Linked DNA regions of Mus musculus: region 2 is linked to region 1. The links are chromatin contacts, called in public Hi-C maps. All regions are on one chromosome and are shown on one strand. The core of a region is the stretch at or near the end of the contact, and the rest is flanking DNA. Distances in the headings are between cores, read along the strand shown. Region 1 overlaps Abi2 (abl-interactor 2). Region 2 overlaps Raph1 (Ras association (RalGDS/AF-6) and pleckstrin homology domains 1).

What was found. Hi-C and Micro-C count contacts between places; a contact is called where the count stands out from the background.
Region 2: a contact with region 1 is called in a Hi-C map of the HPC-7 cell line, with 2.6 times the contacts expected there. The contact joins two enhancer-like sites. A contact is called at or near these places in 3 of 15 datasets of contacts at CTCF or cohesin (CD8 T cells, the NIH/3T3 cell line and pro-B cells), 7 of 484 Hi-C or Micro-C datasets (8-cell embryo, the C10 cell line, CD8 T cells and 3 more) and 2 of 9 other capture datasets (adipose tissue and embryonic stem cells).

What each region holds. Positions count from the first base shown.
Region 1 is chr1:60,442,314-60,449,988 of GRCm38.p6, reverse strand. It overlaps Abi2 (abl-interactor 2), which reads right to left. Exons shown (of 12, transcript NM_001198570.1): 5 at 5,907-6,004; 6 at 2,583-2,729; 7 at 1,787-1,911. Among named protein-coding and RNA genes, the nearest start is that of Abi2, 37 kb to the right of the region's middle. Within about 2 kb of position 2,693, at least 3 of the 459 cell types and tissues checked have an H3K27ac peak or open chromatin away from gene starts, as enhancers often do. A contact at or near this core is called in the HPC-7 cell line, where this site is marked.
Region 2 is chr1:60,525,570-60,533,244 of GRCm38.p6, reverse strand. Raph1 (Ras association (RalGDS/AF-6) and pleckstrin homology domains 1) reads left to right here. Exons shown (of 14, transcript NM_001045513.3): 3 at 5,756-5,861; 4 at 7,145-7,653. Among named protein-coding and RNA genes, the nearest start is that of Raph1, 37 kb to the left of the region's middle. Within about 2 kb of position 2,909, at least 11 of the 459 cell types and tissues checked have an H3K27ac peak or open chromatin away from gene starts, as enhancers often do. A contact at or near this core is called in the HPC-7 cell line, where this site is marked.

The DNA of each region.
Region 1 (7,675 bases), core at 1,444-3,943:
AGTACTTAACACTAGCCAAAAGAATAAAACACTGAAAAAAAGAATGCTTAAGGTCATTAGGTGAACAACAAATAATTCAAGATGCTCAGGATAGTATAGCAAAATATTCATTAGTTAAAAACAAGCCTTCCTTTTTACCTGAAAGTTACCTATCTTAGGAGAAAACTATACTTCCTATATATTATTTTTATCACAAAGTGTTCTAAGTATGAAAACTACAGTAAAGCAACAATATTCTTTTAGAATTACAACAGACATATTCCAAACAGTAGTTTATCACTTTAAAAATAAAAACTGAAAACAAACATGCATACCACATTACGTGACTTTTGTATACAGGTGCTATTTGGACTACTGTAATTAAATATGTTGTTTTATTTTTGAAAACAGCAATTCTTACTACATAGCCCATTGGCTCCTAGATCACTTATTCTCCTACCTTAACCTATGCATGTTGGAATTAAAGGCATGCACCACCATATACTATGTAATAATCTATCTTGCTGGGTTTAGGGTTTGGTTTGGTTTAGTTTGGTTTGGTTTTTTATTTCTGGAGACAGGGTTTCTCTGTGGAGCTTGGCTATCCTGGAACTCGCTCTGTAGATCAGGCTGGCATCAAACCTCTACCTGCCTCTACCTCCTGAGTGCTATGGTAAAAGGGTGTGCCAATACACCTGGCTTATCTTGCTGGTTCTTCTATTAAAGTTTTTTTACACATGTGTAAGCCTGAAAGCGTTTATGTGTGCATATAGTGTGCAAGTGTGCATGCAGATGTCCAGTGGCCAAAAGAGGGTGTTGGGATCTTCTGGAGCTGAAGTTACAGGCGGTTGTGAGCCATCCAGTCTGGGTGCAGAAACCAAGCCTAGATCTTCTAAAAGAGCAGTAAGGGCTCTGAATCCATCAGCTGTCCCTTCAGCTGCTCTCTCAATGCTTTTATGTTCACGCTTTTAAAACTAAATTCAAATTCTGTGTCTTCAAACCAAACTACTGTTATCTTTCTGTTTCAAGAAAATGAAAAAGGGATGGCAAATTGGCTCAGTGAATAAGAGAACTGACTGTTTTTCCAAAGTTCCTGAGTTCAAATCCCAGCAACCACATGGTGGCTCACAACCACCTGTAATGAGATCTGATGCCCTCTTCTGGTGCATCTGAAGTCAGCTACAGTGTACTAATACAGTGTAATAATAGATAAGTCTTTGGGTCAGAGAGAGCGGGCCCAACCAGAGCAAGCAGAGGTCCAAAAAAATTGAATTCTCAACAACCACATGAAGGCTCACAACCATCTGTACAGTGTACTCATATACATAAAATAAATAAATAAATCTTAAGAAAGAAAGCGAGAGCGAAAGAGCGAGAAAGGAAAGAGATTGAAGAAATAGTTTTTTAGAAACTGCTGGATTCTAACGCTCCTAAATTTACATTTCCAGTCCTTTGTTATCAAAATGATTCTCAAACCATGTCTTCCCCATTTCCAAGAAAATGCAGTTATAATACAAACATGAACCTCAAAGTACCAACTGAAGTACTCACCAAAGACATAAAACAAAATAACAAAGTAGAAAAAATAGCAAAGCCATTAAGATCAGCTGGATATGTGCAGACTTCCCAAAACCTTGCAGAGTGCTAGGGAAGAATTCTTTAAATATTTCATTAAGAAGAATCTGGGTTTAACAGCCAGCAAAACAGACAGACACACACACACACACATACACACTCACTAAGTTCAGTAACAAATTGAATTCAAATTCACAAAATAAAACCAAACAAATAACCACTAATGCTCTACCTGGAAAGACGCTTGGAGGAGACGGAGTAGGCACAGCAATGGGTACCCCCACACTACCACTTCCGCTGTTCTCCCGACTGCTGCTCCGACTACTTGGGTGACTTCCTCCACTGCTCCCACTGCTGCTGAAGGAGGAAGAGCCACCGAAGAATGAGTATGCAGAGCACAATACCAGGATTCCCGTGTATTTCTGAAACGGACATAGCTACAAGAAACATAATTCAAAAAGGCTTCCATTTCAAATAGGAATTCCTTAATAAATAAGGAGAAACTCTTGAGTTCAGTAAACTTGTTTTGATACCTATTTATAAAGTCTACCTTATAAAAAAAATTTAAGTAAATTCCCTATAAATGTAAGAGCAAACTGTTGGTGCTTACACATCAAAATAATACTACCTTTTATATCCTGGCCTGATACCCATCTAAAGAAGCTTTTAGTAAATTTTACTAAATTATTTTATTTCAGTTTGTAATGGCATGGTAATATACTAATATTTTATTATGAATAGTTTTTCATCTGTAAATTTCCAGCAAAAAATAACTTGCAATTTCTATTCCTGGTTAGTAATGGTTTTTATATTAACTTAAGTTTATCTCTGGGATGTCTTTTTTCACCTTCCTGGCTGTTCAAAGTTGCATCAGAACATGAGGAGAGAGAGGAAGAATCAGATGAGGTTTGGGAGAGCAGAGTGAGGAAAAGAACTTAGTGCTTGGAAATGAGAGAGATTAGCTGAAGTTATCTGAAGAGATCATGGTACTCTGACCATCGTGGTTTGCGCTGAGGTAGAGAAAATACCTGTAAGTTCGATTTCTTTGATTCACAGAAGCTGTCCTCACAGGGCTCTGCTGCGAGGGAGCCATATTACGGGTTGGGCTAGGTACGTAATCATTTGGTACCACTGGAGGACGCACTGGCTCCAGTGTTCGATAGGGGGAGTGCCGCCTACAAAAAGAAGAGCGTATGTATGGTGTGATTAATCAAGTCTCGGCACGCTAACTTCAGAGTTGCCAGTGACATACAATTTGTAAGCAGAAAGAGGAAATGTGGTTTAACCCAGCTATCAATTTGTCTTTCCTTCAGCATAACTCTTCTACCAGCAGAGAGAGTTCTGGTGAGTATGTAGTGTAAATTTCAGTCTCCAGCCTCATTCCTATGCTAATGGAATTTTGTTCATTTATTTGCAGAAAACACCAAGTTTTCCATTGTTTAGGCCAATGTTTTCTAGACTCTATTCTTTTCTTAGAAGAATTTGAATTACTTTAGGATCATGTTAAAATCTCCCAAATGCACTGGATGAATGCACTAATTATCTTCTTCTCCTCTCTCTCTCCCTAACCATAGATATTTAAAAATACAGATAACAAATCTAGATTTTGGGGGTCACAAATTCCACATGAAGATCAATACCAGCTGTAACTCATTCCCCTTTTTATACACTAAAGACACAGAAATTAAAGATTTATTGGTACTTAAAAATGCACTATTTAATTTCATTTTTTCTTTTTTACCTTTCTCCCTCAACTTCATCTTAATCTCTTTCTTCCTCAGTGTTCAGCATTGAAGAGAAACTTTAAAAGACTACCTAAGTCCTTCTATCTTAGTTAAACTATAAAACCCAAACTAGATTTTATTAAAAAATTGTTTTCCTTTTCCCAAATACTCCTTTCAAAGGAAGCAGATGGAAAAAAAAAAATCTGAAAGGAAAATAACAGGAGTAAGATGCTTCCTGGAGCGCTGGTTAGCATTCATTCAGTTCTTGTTAAGTGACCAAATCCTTTAAGACAATGGATATCTTGCAGATGAGATTACAACTTTAAAAGAATTTGGCATATCAAGGCATAAAATGTAAAAAAGCTTTCTTCCTTGCAGGAGGATGCTGCTCAACTGGCCCTTGTATTTCTCAGTGATTCAACTCCCCTTAAGGTTCCCAGAGTTTCTTTCCTTGGCCATTCAAGCTCACTCACAATAGCTCACTGATTTTGAACAAGATTTTTTTTTTTAATCTGAGACAGGGTTTCTCTGTGTAGCCCTGGCTGTCCTGGAACTCACTCTGTAGACCAGGCTGGCCTTCAACTCAGAGTTCCACCTCTTCCTGAGTGCTAGAACTAAAGGTGTGCACTACCACCACCCAGCACATAAGATCGTTTTTTTCAAAGGCACTGTTCATCCTACTTCTCTCAAGCACTGTTCAATAAACAAAATAACAATTCAAAATAAATACTATTGTGTCAAAAGGAAAGGGAAAGACCAGGACTTTGAACTTAAAATAGTTTTTTAAGTATTCAAGCAACAGCTGTGTGGTGGTGGCATAGCCTTGAATCCCAGCACTCAGGAGGCAGAGGCAGACAGCTCTCTCTGAGTTTGAGGCCAGACTGGTCTACAAAGAGAGCTCCAGGACAGCCAGGACTGTTACACAGAGAAATCCTGTCTTAAAAAACCAAAAACAACCATCTCTGAAATTAGAATGCACATATATAAACAAACTACAAATAATTTCATTTAAGTAAGTTATAATTTCTATATATGACATATAATACATATAATATGTTGGTATATGATATCTATATCAGGAAATAAATTTCTAAACTCTACTTTTTGACTATGTTTTCTGCACACAAAAATATTCCATTCTAACTTCACTACATGAGAACTATACAAAAAATAAAATAATAATGATACGAACAGGGTTAAGGGAGAAAACAATAACAACAACAACAACAACACAGGAGGAAGAGAATATAGTAACTAGAGAAAGACTAAAACAGCCCAGGACCATCAAATGGGCAATGGAGTTTAGCACTTCTGCTAATACCCAAAAAAATGCATTACTGGCACATGAATACATACATTCCAACAGAAACTTTAATTTTACCAGACACTGGATAACAGCCTTAACTTAAACCCTAACCAATTCCACTAGGTGGTCCACCCGAGGGAAACAAAGCCAAGGCCCCTCTGCTATTGCCACACTCCACAGCCATTTCATACCCTCTCAAGTCTAAACTTACTTGACCTGCTAGATTCTTTCCTCTTTGAGGGCAAAAAGATCATTTCAGATAAACTGAATTACCTAAACTGCCTAAACTGAATTACAGGCACAAACTTGGAATCCCAGCATTCCAAAACTTTAGGAAGGGTGGGATTGCATTATGTAGTGACAACCTGGCCTAAAAACAAATACAACAAATTCATTAATTAAAACCATTCTATTCCTGGTTGCATTTTTATGTTTTGTTTTCCACTGGTCAAATTGTGTCTTTCCAACATCAACTCACCTCTGTACCCTCTAAATTCAAATTGCTTTGACCAAGTTTTGAGGTGGGAAGTGCTTTTTACTTATTTGTTTAGGGTTTCCTTCTTGTGGTTTCTTGTCTTTTTCTTTCTCTCTCTCTCTTTTTTTCTTTTCTTTTTTTTTTTTTTTTTGAGAAAATATCACAAAGACATTCTGAAAGCATCATGTCTGATAATGTTTCTAAAAATCCAATCTGTAGTTCAATGACCCTAGAAAGTTGATAGAGGACAAAATACCATTCCCTTTACAGATTAAAAAAGCTAACTGCTGACAACCTGCCTAGAGGACCATAGAACATACAGTAGAGTTAAACCAGAAGTTCAGCCAACTGGCTTCTGGATTATACAACACCCACCTGAACTCGAACCTCAACCGTAAAGCTAGGATACGGTACAAGAAAAGCATCAGGCTTTCCTTCTGTCAATATCTGGAAAAGAGCTAACTCCAGAGCCCAAATCAAAACTCGGAAAAATATCATAACAAGTTAATCAGAATATTACAATCCACATAGCCTCTTGACTAAGCCTAATAAATTCAACTGTAATATAAACAGATCATTAAAACATTCAAGAAAAAGTTAGACTTCACTTTATAATTAACCACGACTTTAGGCTAGAATTTTGTCTTGATATCTTCACTACAAAAACTAATTTCTAAACAGCCACTTTTAAAGTACAAAGATATGCTTATCAGGAAAAGTTATACATAAAAGATAACATTACCAAGAAAATATTCTCTCTACAATTTACATAGAGGCTGCTATGTTTTTTAACACAATAGTATTTTTTCTGTTATTTTTCCATGGTTTCTCATTACTATATACTCACCCAAGTGTCCCCTTCCCTGACATAGGGGGACTTGGGGGCTTCTGAGTTGGAGGTGTCGTACGTGGCAATCCACCCATTTTCATATTCTGGGTACTCACCTAAAAAGATGTTGAAAAAAACACAACTTAACTTCGATGCAGTGAAATTAAGTGGCTTGTGGAAAATAAAGAGGGGCAGGTTTAAAAAAGAAAAAAAAAATTAGAGGCCATGCAATTTGTATGCAATTCCTACTCTACTATTCTACAGTTGTACTCAAAGGACTCTTCCTAATAGGATTTTTCAAATTATTTTAAACTTGTATGTGAAAAATTTATTTGCCATTAGGCCATCACACCAACAGATCACTGGTTAGACTATTTGATATTACATTCAGCTAAAATTGAATAGTATATTTATAAAAACTTTAGTGATAACAAAAAACTCAATTAGAAACAATAAGAAACAACAATTCTTTAGGGAATTGTTTTCTTTTCTTTGGATAACAAGTATATCATAAACAAAACAAATTTCCAACTAAAGATATGCAACTATGCATACACTCAGTTATAACTAAAAATAGAAAATACAGATGAATTATATGATATAGAGAGAAAAGTTCAGCCTTGCGAATCACTCTTACAATTCAGATTTAATATTCTCCTTATGAGGAAATCACCTACCTGAAAGCTACTAGCAGTTCAAGGCATTTTCCTAAGTATCTGAAACACAATGTTAGGGCTGAGGTAACACATCACTGAGAACACAAAGGCCACTGTCATTGTGTGACTTCTAGTGGGAATGACACTCAAGCCCAAACTGAAGGCTAGTTGAGGTGTGAAGCAGTGTAAAATAGTCCTAAGTCAGAGATGGACCATGACTGCGTTCGTAAATCTATTCCCAACTGAATTTTCAAATACAGAAAAGATGGATAATCTGAGACTAATGAGGTCATCTAAGGAATATGTCAATACTTGTAGAGAAACCCCTAAAAATCCAGTCATAAAAAATCAATAAGAAATACAGTGCAATGCAACTTCACATTGTTTGAGCCCAATAGGTTAAAATTCATAAAGGAGATTCATGCATGCTCTTTTTTAAGTCCCTATTATTTTGCATTGCCATCTTCACAACACACAGAAATAACCTCAAATTTCTCATACTATCTTCAGATATTAAAACACTATACTTACAACAATAAAGATGAAAATATTATACCACTGAAGTTGGAACAGATTTACAATTTTAATATATATTAATATACATTTATATAGTTATGAAGCCTTAGTCAGCCTGAAACTGACTATATAGATCAGGCTGGCCTTGAACTCACAGAGACCAGTCTGTCTCTGCTTCCCAAGTGTTAGGATTAAAGGCTGCACCACCATGCCTGGCCAATTTTAAAATATAAATTTTGTGAAAACAAATCTTAATTATGTCACATAGTACTAAAGCTGTCAAAATTAACTCTGACTTCAGTGGATTTTTTTTAAGTTCTAAAATAATAATTGTTAACTATCCTAAAAGCAAGAAATAAAATATCAAGCAATAAATTCTTCAAATGAATAGCCCAGTGAACAAGTTGTGTGTGATGTTAAAACGATCTTTAATGACAAATGATACCTTTGAAATATCATTATTTTTAAAGTAAAGCATTCATGTGTAATCCTTTTGCTGTTGCTTTTAAACAATAAATACAAACTATCAAGTAAGAAATAGATTATCCTTGCTATCTCCCTCTTAATAAACAGAGGGTATGGGAATTTTATCTTTAAAATATCAGAACACTTTCA
Region 2 (7,675 bases), core at 1,660-4,159, 83 kb before region 1:
TTCATTAACATTTCATGTACAGACAGAAGATGTGGATGGCAGACTAAGTTTTAAAATATTGCTAAAAGAAAAAAGCATTAACAAATAGATGAATAGAAATTTTACAATGCAAGATAATATCTTTTATGATTATTATTTGTGTATGCTTATGTGAACATGTATATGCAATATGCATGTTCATCTGTGTGTACATGTACATTCAGGTAGAGACAGAATATATCTTCAAGGTTTCTTTCTTTGAAAGCACCACTTCTTTAAAACATAGGGTCCTTTCTCTTTTTCTCTCTCTTCCCTCTTCTTTTCCCCTAGCCCCTCCCCCTTTTAATGAAGCAGAATTGGAAGATTTTTATTAAGGGTAAGTATAATATAAGCTTAAGCACCAGAACTAGAGTGGAGGAAAGATGCTCAGAAGAAAGTAGGAAAATGTCAGAATGAGCTCCCTAAGAAGTCTCCAGATATGATAAGTCTTTCATTGGCTAAATGCTTACCAATTAGGCTAGACCCCGAGGGATCTTGCTATATGTCTGCCTCCCCAGGGCTAGGATTACAAGTGTCCACCATTTAGATTTGGGCTTGGGAGTCAAATACATGTCCTTGTTCTTGCAAGTGGTTTGCCGACTGAGCTGTCTCCCTAGCTCCTTTTCTGTAGTCATTCTAGGGTTTAAAAAAACAGATCTTTAACAGAATTTCTCTTAATCTGAAAGGAGACTTAATATCTCTCTTACAAATTTGAGATTGTAAACTAAGACAGTTTTAAAGTCTAAAGTTTAAATATCTAGTGACATATTTTGTTCTATAACCAATTTAAATACATTTTATGACATTTGTATTTTCTAGCTCATATTTTCAAAATACTGATAAAGGCTTATTCAGGCTACATTTAAAATAGTTCTAAAAGTGTCTTTGTGTTTTGGTTTTGTTGTTTTCTTTGTTTTATTGGGCTGTGGATTTCTTGTCACTGACGTAGTGATGTATGGTTGCTTAGCTTTTGAGATGGAGCTTCGTGTAACACAGGTTGGTTTTACTTGATTGAGTTTAAGGATGACTTGAGCTGCCGAGTTCCATTAGCAGGAGTCAGAGTGAGGAACTAGACCTAACTGGGTTTTTGAAACCTTGAAGCCTACCACCAATGGCACACCTCCTCCTACAAGGCCATACCCGGAAACCAAACACTCAAATGTATGGGCCTGTGGGAGCAATTCTCATCCTAACTACTACAAGCTGTAATAAGAAAAGGCATCATTTTTATCAAACTGTCTTCTGATGTCTGTAAGTACCAAACCATTTCTGTTTAATTTACTTCTCTACAGTTCTCTGTGACAGACATGTGAGTGTGGACACATGTATAGAGAGTCCAGAGGTTGACATCTGGTGGATTAGTCAGCATTCTCTTAAGGAACAGAACTGGTAGAATGAATGCATATATATTAAAGGAGGGTGGTTATTAGAGTTTTTACAGACTGTGATCCAGCCAGCAATGGCTGCTCCTGATGGGAAGGGCAAGAATTGGGTATAGGTCTCAGCACTGCCCTTCTGGTGCTGGAGTCCTGGGGGGTTCCTAGAGAGCTTCTGGTGTTCAGTCTATGTTGGAGCCTAAAGAAGTAGATTCTAATATGAGCAAAGGAATAACTTAGACACAGGGTAGATAAACCTGCCAGTGAGAGGGTAGGCAAGCAGGCAAAGAAGCAAAGGCTTCCTTCTTTCATATCTTTTAAGTGAGCTGCCACCAGAATGTGTGGCCCAGATTTAGGGTGGGCCTTCCCATCTCAAATAATCCAATCAAGAAAATCCCTCACAGCTGTGCACAGCTGCATGAATTTTATTTTATTGCAGATGCAGCCAACTTGATACCAGAGATTAGCCATTATATCCAGTATCTACCTCTATTCTTATGGCATATTTCTATTGTAGGGAGGTGGGGTTGCATGCTGTGGAGTATATGGAGGTCAGAGGAGAAGAATCTACAAAGTAGCAAAGACAGTTACAGGTTAAGGTCCTTGCGGTCAAGCCTTAAATTCAATCCCTGAGACCGACATGGTAGAGAGAACCAACTCCACCAGTTCTCCTCTTTTACATGGGTGCTGCAGATCTAAACTCAGGTCCTCAGGCAGGTGTTATAAGCACTAAATGAGCCACTTCTTACTTCTTAGCTTTTTTCTTACAGAAGCAGTGTTATGATAAAGATAATGATTAAGTGTCCAGTTCTATGCTGGTGTGTTGGTTTGAGTAAGAAGTGTTCCCTATAAAATTAGGTATTTAAATACTTGGTTCCAAGTCAGTAGCTCTGATGGAGAGGTTATTGGGGTGGTGTAGCCTTGCTGGAGGAAGTATGCCACAGGGGCATATTTGAGAGTTTAGAACTTCACACCTCTCTGGTTTGCTCTCTCTGCTGTGTCTGTGGTAAAGAAGTGGCCTCTCGGCTTCCTGCTTCTATCTACCCACTGCCAGGCTTCCTGCCATGATGGACTGACTCTTATCCCTCTGGACACTAAACCCAAATAAACTTTTTGCTCTTTAAGTTGTCTCTGTCATGATTTTTTTTCACAGCAACAGAAAGTAGCTAATACAGCTAGGACGAGAAGAAATAAATAGAAATTATAGTGTATAAAGGAAATTATCCAAGGGCTGGCTAGTATATTGTGTCTGTGACCAAGTGGTTGTACACTTGAGGAGGAGGCCAAAAAGAGAAAGCAGTTAGGAAAGAGTCAGACTGCCTTGGCTGAGGTAGGAACTCCACTCAGATGGTAGTTCTCCACACTCAGTATTCTCTTCTCACTTATATTTCAAGTTGCCTAACTTTTCATCTTCGAAATCTGTCATTAAAGAGAAACATTAGGGCTGGTGAGATGGCTCAGGGGTTAAGAGCACCGACTGCTCTTCTGAAGGTTCTAACTTTAAATCTCAGCAACCACATGGTGACTCACAACCACCCGTAATGAGATCTGATGCCCTCTTCTGGTGCATCTGAAGACAGCTACAGTGTACTTAATTAAAATAATAATTAAATCTTTGGGCCAGGTGAGTGGGGGTCTACCGGAGCGAGCAGAGATCCCAACAACTAGATGAAGGCTCACAACTATCTGTACAGATACAGCGTGTACTCATATACATAAAATAAATGAATCTTAAAGAGAAACATTAAAACCAATGCATATCATGACTTAACTATAAACATGTTCGTTTTTACGGATATTTTAAAAAATAGTTGACTTACTAAGATTCAGATTTACTTCATTATTTTAGCTCACTACCTGTGCACATTCGGTGTTAATCAACTTTAAGTTTCAAATAGTTAATGATTCCTCAAAAACAGCTGAAAAAAGATTGTATATTGGGCATTTTCCTGGAAGAAGATCTGTAGGATTTTTGCAGATTCCTAGCAACCTCCCCAAAGGTTAAAACTCACCATACTATATTACTAATTTCTTGACCTTAGGAGAGTGTTTCTCAGTATCGCCTTCTTTGTCTCAGCACCATGGGCAGGTAATTAAAAATACATATTCATTTATTTGAACTGGAAAGAAGTTGACTTTTCGTAAATTGCTTCTGAAAAATTATGTCTAAGGTTAAAGAAGAATTTCTCGGCTGTTTTTTGAAATAAAACACTGAGTAGATTGAGGATCACATTCATTTGATAGCATCAAAATCAGGATGAAGGACTAGAGAAATAGCTTAGTAGTTAAGAACACTGGCTGTTCTTGCAGAGGACAGAGGTTTGGTTCTCAGCACCTGAGTAGCAGCTCATAACTGTAACTCCAGTTTTAGGGGATCCAGCTACCTCTTCTAGCCTCTGCAGGCACTACATGCACACATGGCACATATCTTAGTCAGGGTTTTACTGATGTGAATCGACACCATGACCCAGGCAACTCTTATGAGGACATCATTTAATTGGGGCTGGCTTACAGGTTCAGAGGTTCTGTCCATTATCATCAATGTGGGAGCATGGCAGTGTCCAGGCAGGCATGGTACAGAAAGAGCTGAGAGTTCTACATCTTCATCTGAAGGCCGTTAGAAGATTGACTTCCAGGCTTCTAGGATGAGGGTCTTAAAGCCCAGGCACACAATGATGTCACACTTCCTCCAACAAGGCCCTACCTACTACAACAAGGCCATACTTCCTAATAGTGCCACTCCCTGAGCCAAGCATATTCAAATCATCACAGTACAATTAGATACATTCAGACAAAATACTCATACACATGAAAATGAATCTTTAGAAACAGAATGGAGATGGGGACTGACTGTATATGTCTCCCCAGCCACAGAGACCGGGTGCCATTCCCAGTGCCACTGAAGGCAGCTGTGGTAGCACCTAACTGTAACCCCAGCACTCTAGAGGTCATCTTCATTTAAGGTTATTTTCTGCTGTATACAGTGAGTTTTACTCAGCTTGGGCTACAAGGAGAATATATCTAAAAACAAGATGGGCATTATTTAATAGAGTTATAAAATCTCAAGATAGCATCCTAATGTAACTTTATAATTCTACAAATAGAATGCCTGAAGTTCAGTTTTTGTTTTTTCAAGACAGGGTTTCTCTGTGTAGTCCTGAGACTTGTTTTATAGACCAGGATGGTTTCAAACTCACAGAGATCTGCCTGCCTCTGCCTCCAATGTGCTACCATGCCCAGCACCAGAGTTCTTTTTTAAAACTTGAACTTATTTTATATGACATTTATACAGAAGTTAGTTGTAAAATACTACTCTAGCTTTGAACAGTTGGATTTCTTTTTCATCCCCCCTCCTCTGTCATGGTTGTGATTTTCTGTTCAGATACCCATTTTTTCTTATTGTAGAAAAGTTACAGGTGAAAAAGTTACAGTGTCATTGTAAGAAGGTGGTAAGGAATAGGAGTGTGACCTGGTGGTAGGTTTGAGTGTCTGCTATGCACAAGGCCCCAACACCACAAAGGAAGGGAGGGAATGAAGTTCATGATTGTCCTTTATAATAGGACATTAATGAGACTATGGTAGATCAAAAAACATAACCCTTTGAGGTAAGAGACGACCAAACTCTCTTCATGGTTCTTTACCATGTCCATATTCATATACTTCATAGTGAACTTATGTAGAATGAAGCCGTTGACTAAATGACGTATTTGAAAAGATATTTACCCTGAACTGTGATAGTTTTGAGTCCGTGGTGTGCTAAAATTAAGTTATGTATTTAGAAATTAGAGATAACTGATGAAAACCATTATGTTTTTCCTTGTGGCTATCATTTAGAAGAAACTTCAGCTTTTTTAATATGTGTGCTGGATAGTTTTATGTCAACTTGGCACAAGATAAAGTCATCTGAGAGGAGGGAAGCTCAAGAAAATAATTTCATAAGATGGGTCGTAAGCAAGCCTGTAGGGCACATTACTAATTAGTGATTGATGGGGAAGGGCCCAGCCCATTGTGGGTGGGGCCACCCCTCGGCAGGTGGTCTTGGGTTCTCTAAGAAAGCAGGCTGAGCAAGCCATGGGGAGCAAGCTAATAAGAAGCACCTGACCATGGCCTGTGCATCAGCTTCTGCCTCCAGGTACCTGCCCTGTCTGAGTTCCTGTCCTTTTCTTTTAAATGTTCCTTTAGATGACAAACAATGATATGGAAGTGTAAGCTGAATAAAGCCTTTCCTGTCTAACTTGCTTTTTGGTCATGGTGTTTTCATCACATCAAGAGAAACTCCAAGACAGTATGGCAGTTCACTCATCTTTTTCTGTAATGAAAACCCACATTAATACAACTTGTTAAACTTTATTCTTTTAAAGAGTTTGGATTCTGACAAGCCCAAAGAACCAGTAAAAAGATCTCCTCTTCGCCAGGAAACAAATATGGCCAACTTTTCTTACCGCTTCTCCATATACAACTTGAATGGTAAGATTTGCTAATGTCAAGTTCTATAATATAGGAATAATAGAAATGCATTACTAAATTATATATGTAACTTGACTGAGTTTTGTTATTCTTTTTTAAAAAGTTGTGTACATACTTTGTGTGTGTGTGTGTGTGTGTGTGTGTGTGTGTGTGTAGGTATACACACGAGTGCAGGTCCCAGTAGACTACCAGTAGACTAGAAGTGTCAGATAATCTTGAAGTTCGAGTTGCGGTGGTTGTAAACCATCTAATATTGGTGGGTGTTAGGAATGGGGCTCAGGTTCTCTGCTTTTAGCTACTGAGCCATCTCTTCATTCTGAGTTAACTTATGCATATTCAATCACAGAAAAAGAAACTAGAACATAACATGTATGTATGTCTTGTCATGTATTTAATACTTGATACTGTGCATGCTAAGGAGAAAGCCCACAGCAATCCCACTGTATTGTTTTCTGGCTGGATTAAAGTCTAAAGAAAAATTTTCTTAATGATTTAAAAGTCAGTCCATGTGACCTGTATTTAATGTACCTAGCCACTTCTTAGTGTTTGCAATACATGTTCTGATTTTTTAAGACTTTCCTCTTTATGCCCTTCTCTCTTTTGGTAATAACCATATCTACATGGATATTGATCATATTGATAGTTGCCTTAGGGTTTCTATAGCTGTGATGGAAGACCATAACCAAAAGCAAATTGGGAAGCAAAGAATTATTTGGCTTATACATCTTTCATTGAAGGAAGTCAGGACAGGAACTTAGACAGCAGGAACCTCAAGGCAGGAGCTGAAACAGGCATGGAAGGATGCTGCTTACTGGCTTGCTTCCCCTGGCTTCTAATGAAAGCCAGGATCACCGGCCCCAGGATGGCACCATCCAGCTGGACTCCACTAATTAAGAAGCTGCCTTACAGCCAGCCTTATGAAGGCGTTTTCTCAATCGAGGTTTCCTCCTTTTGGATACCTCTCACTTGTGTCAAGCCAGCACAGAGTACAAAGTACTTGAAAGATTGGGATAAAGCCATGGAGTAGTACAAGGTGTTTTCAGCATTTTGTCTTTAAACTTACAATTTTATTTTCTTTACCAGAGATCTTAAAGGATAGGCTATTTGCTTCTAACAATTCTCTCAAGACTTAAAACAAAACCTGTTAAGTACTTGATTTGATTGATTTTAGGTCCAATGAAATGTATTGTTTTCCTTTTTTTTTTTCCCCCACTGCCTATGGCTAATTTATAATAGAATGTATAGATTTTGATTATGTTCTGAAACTTTTGTCTTCTCTGTAGAAGCTCTGAATCAGGGTGAGACTGTGGACCTGGATGCCCTGATGGCTGACCTCTGCTCTATAGAGCAGGAGCTCAGCAGCATTGGCTCAGGAAATAGTAAGCGTCAAGTCACAGAACCAAAAGTTCCTCAGAAGCTACCTGCTGGCCGACATACGTCAAAACATGGCACCCTGAGAGGACCGTCATCTTCCTCTAATAGAACAACTAAACCTTCCCATGCTAACTACTCCCTGGATGACATCACTGCTCAGTTAGAACAGGCTTCCTTGAGCATGGATGAGGCTGCTCAGCAATCTCTGGTAGAAGATCCTAAGCCTTTAGTGACAAATCAGCACAGAAGGACTGCATCAGCAGGCACTGTGAGTGATGCTGAAGCGCGCTCCATCAGTAACTCCTCCCGGTCAAGCATCACCTCTGCAGCCTCCAGCATGGATTCTCTGGATATTGATAAAGTGACACGCCCTCAAGAGCTTGATTTGACCACACACCAGGGGCAGCCAATTACTGAGGTAAATAGAGAAAATTTCTCTC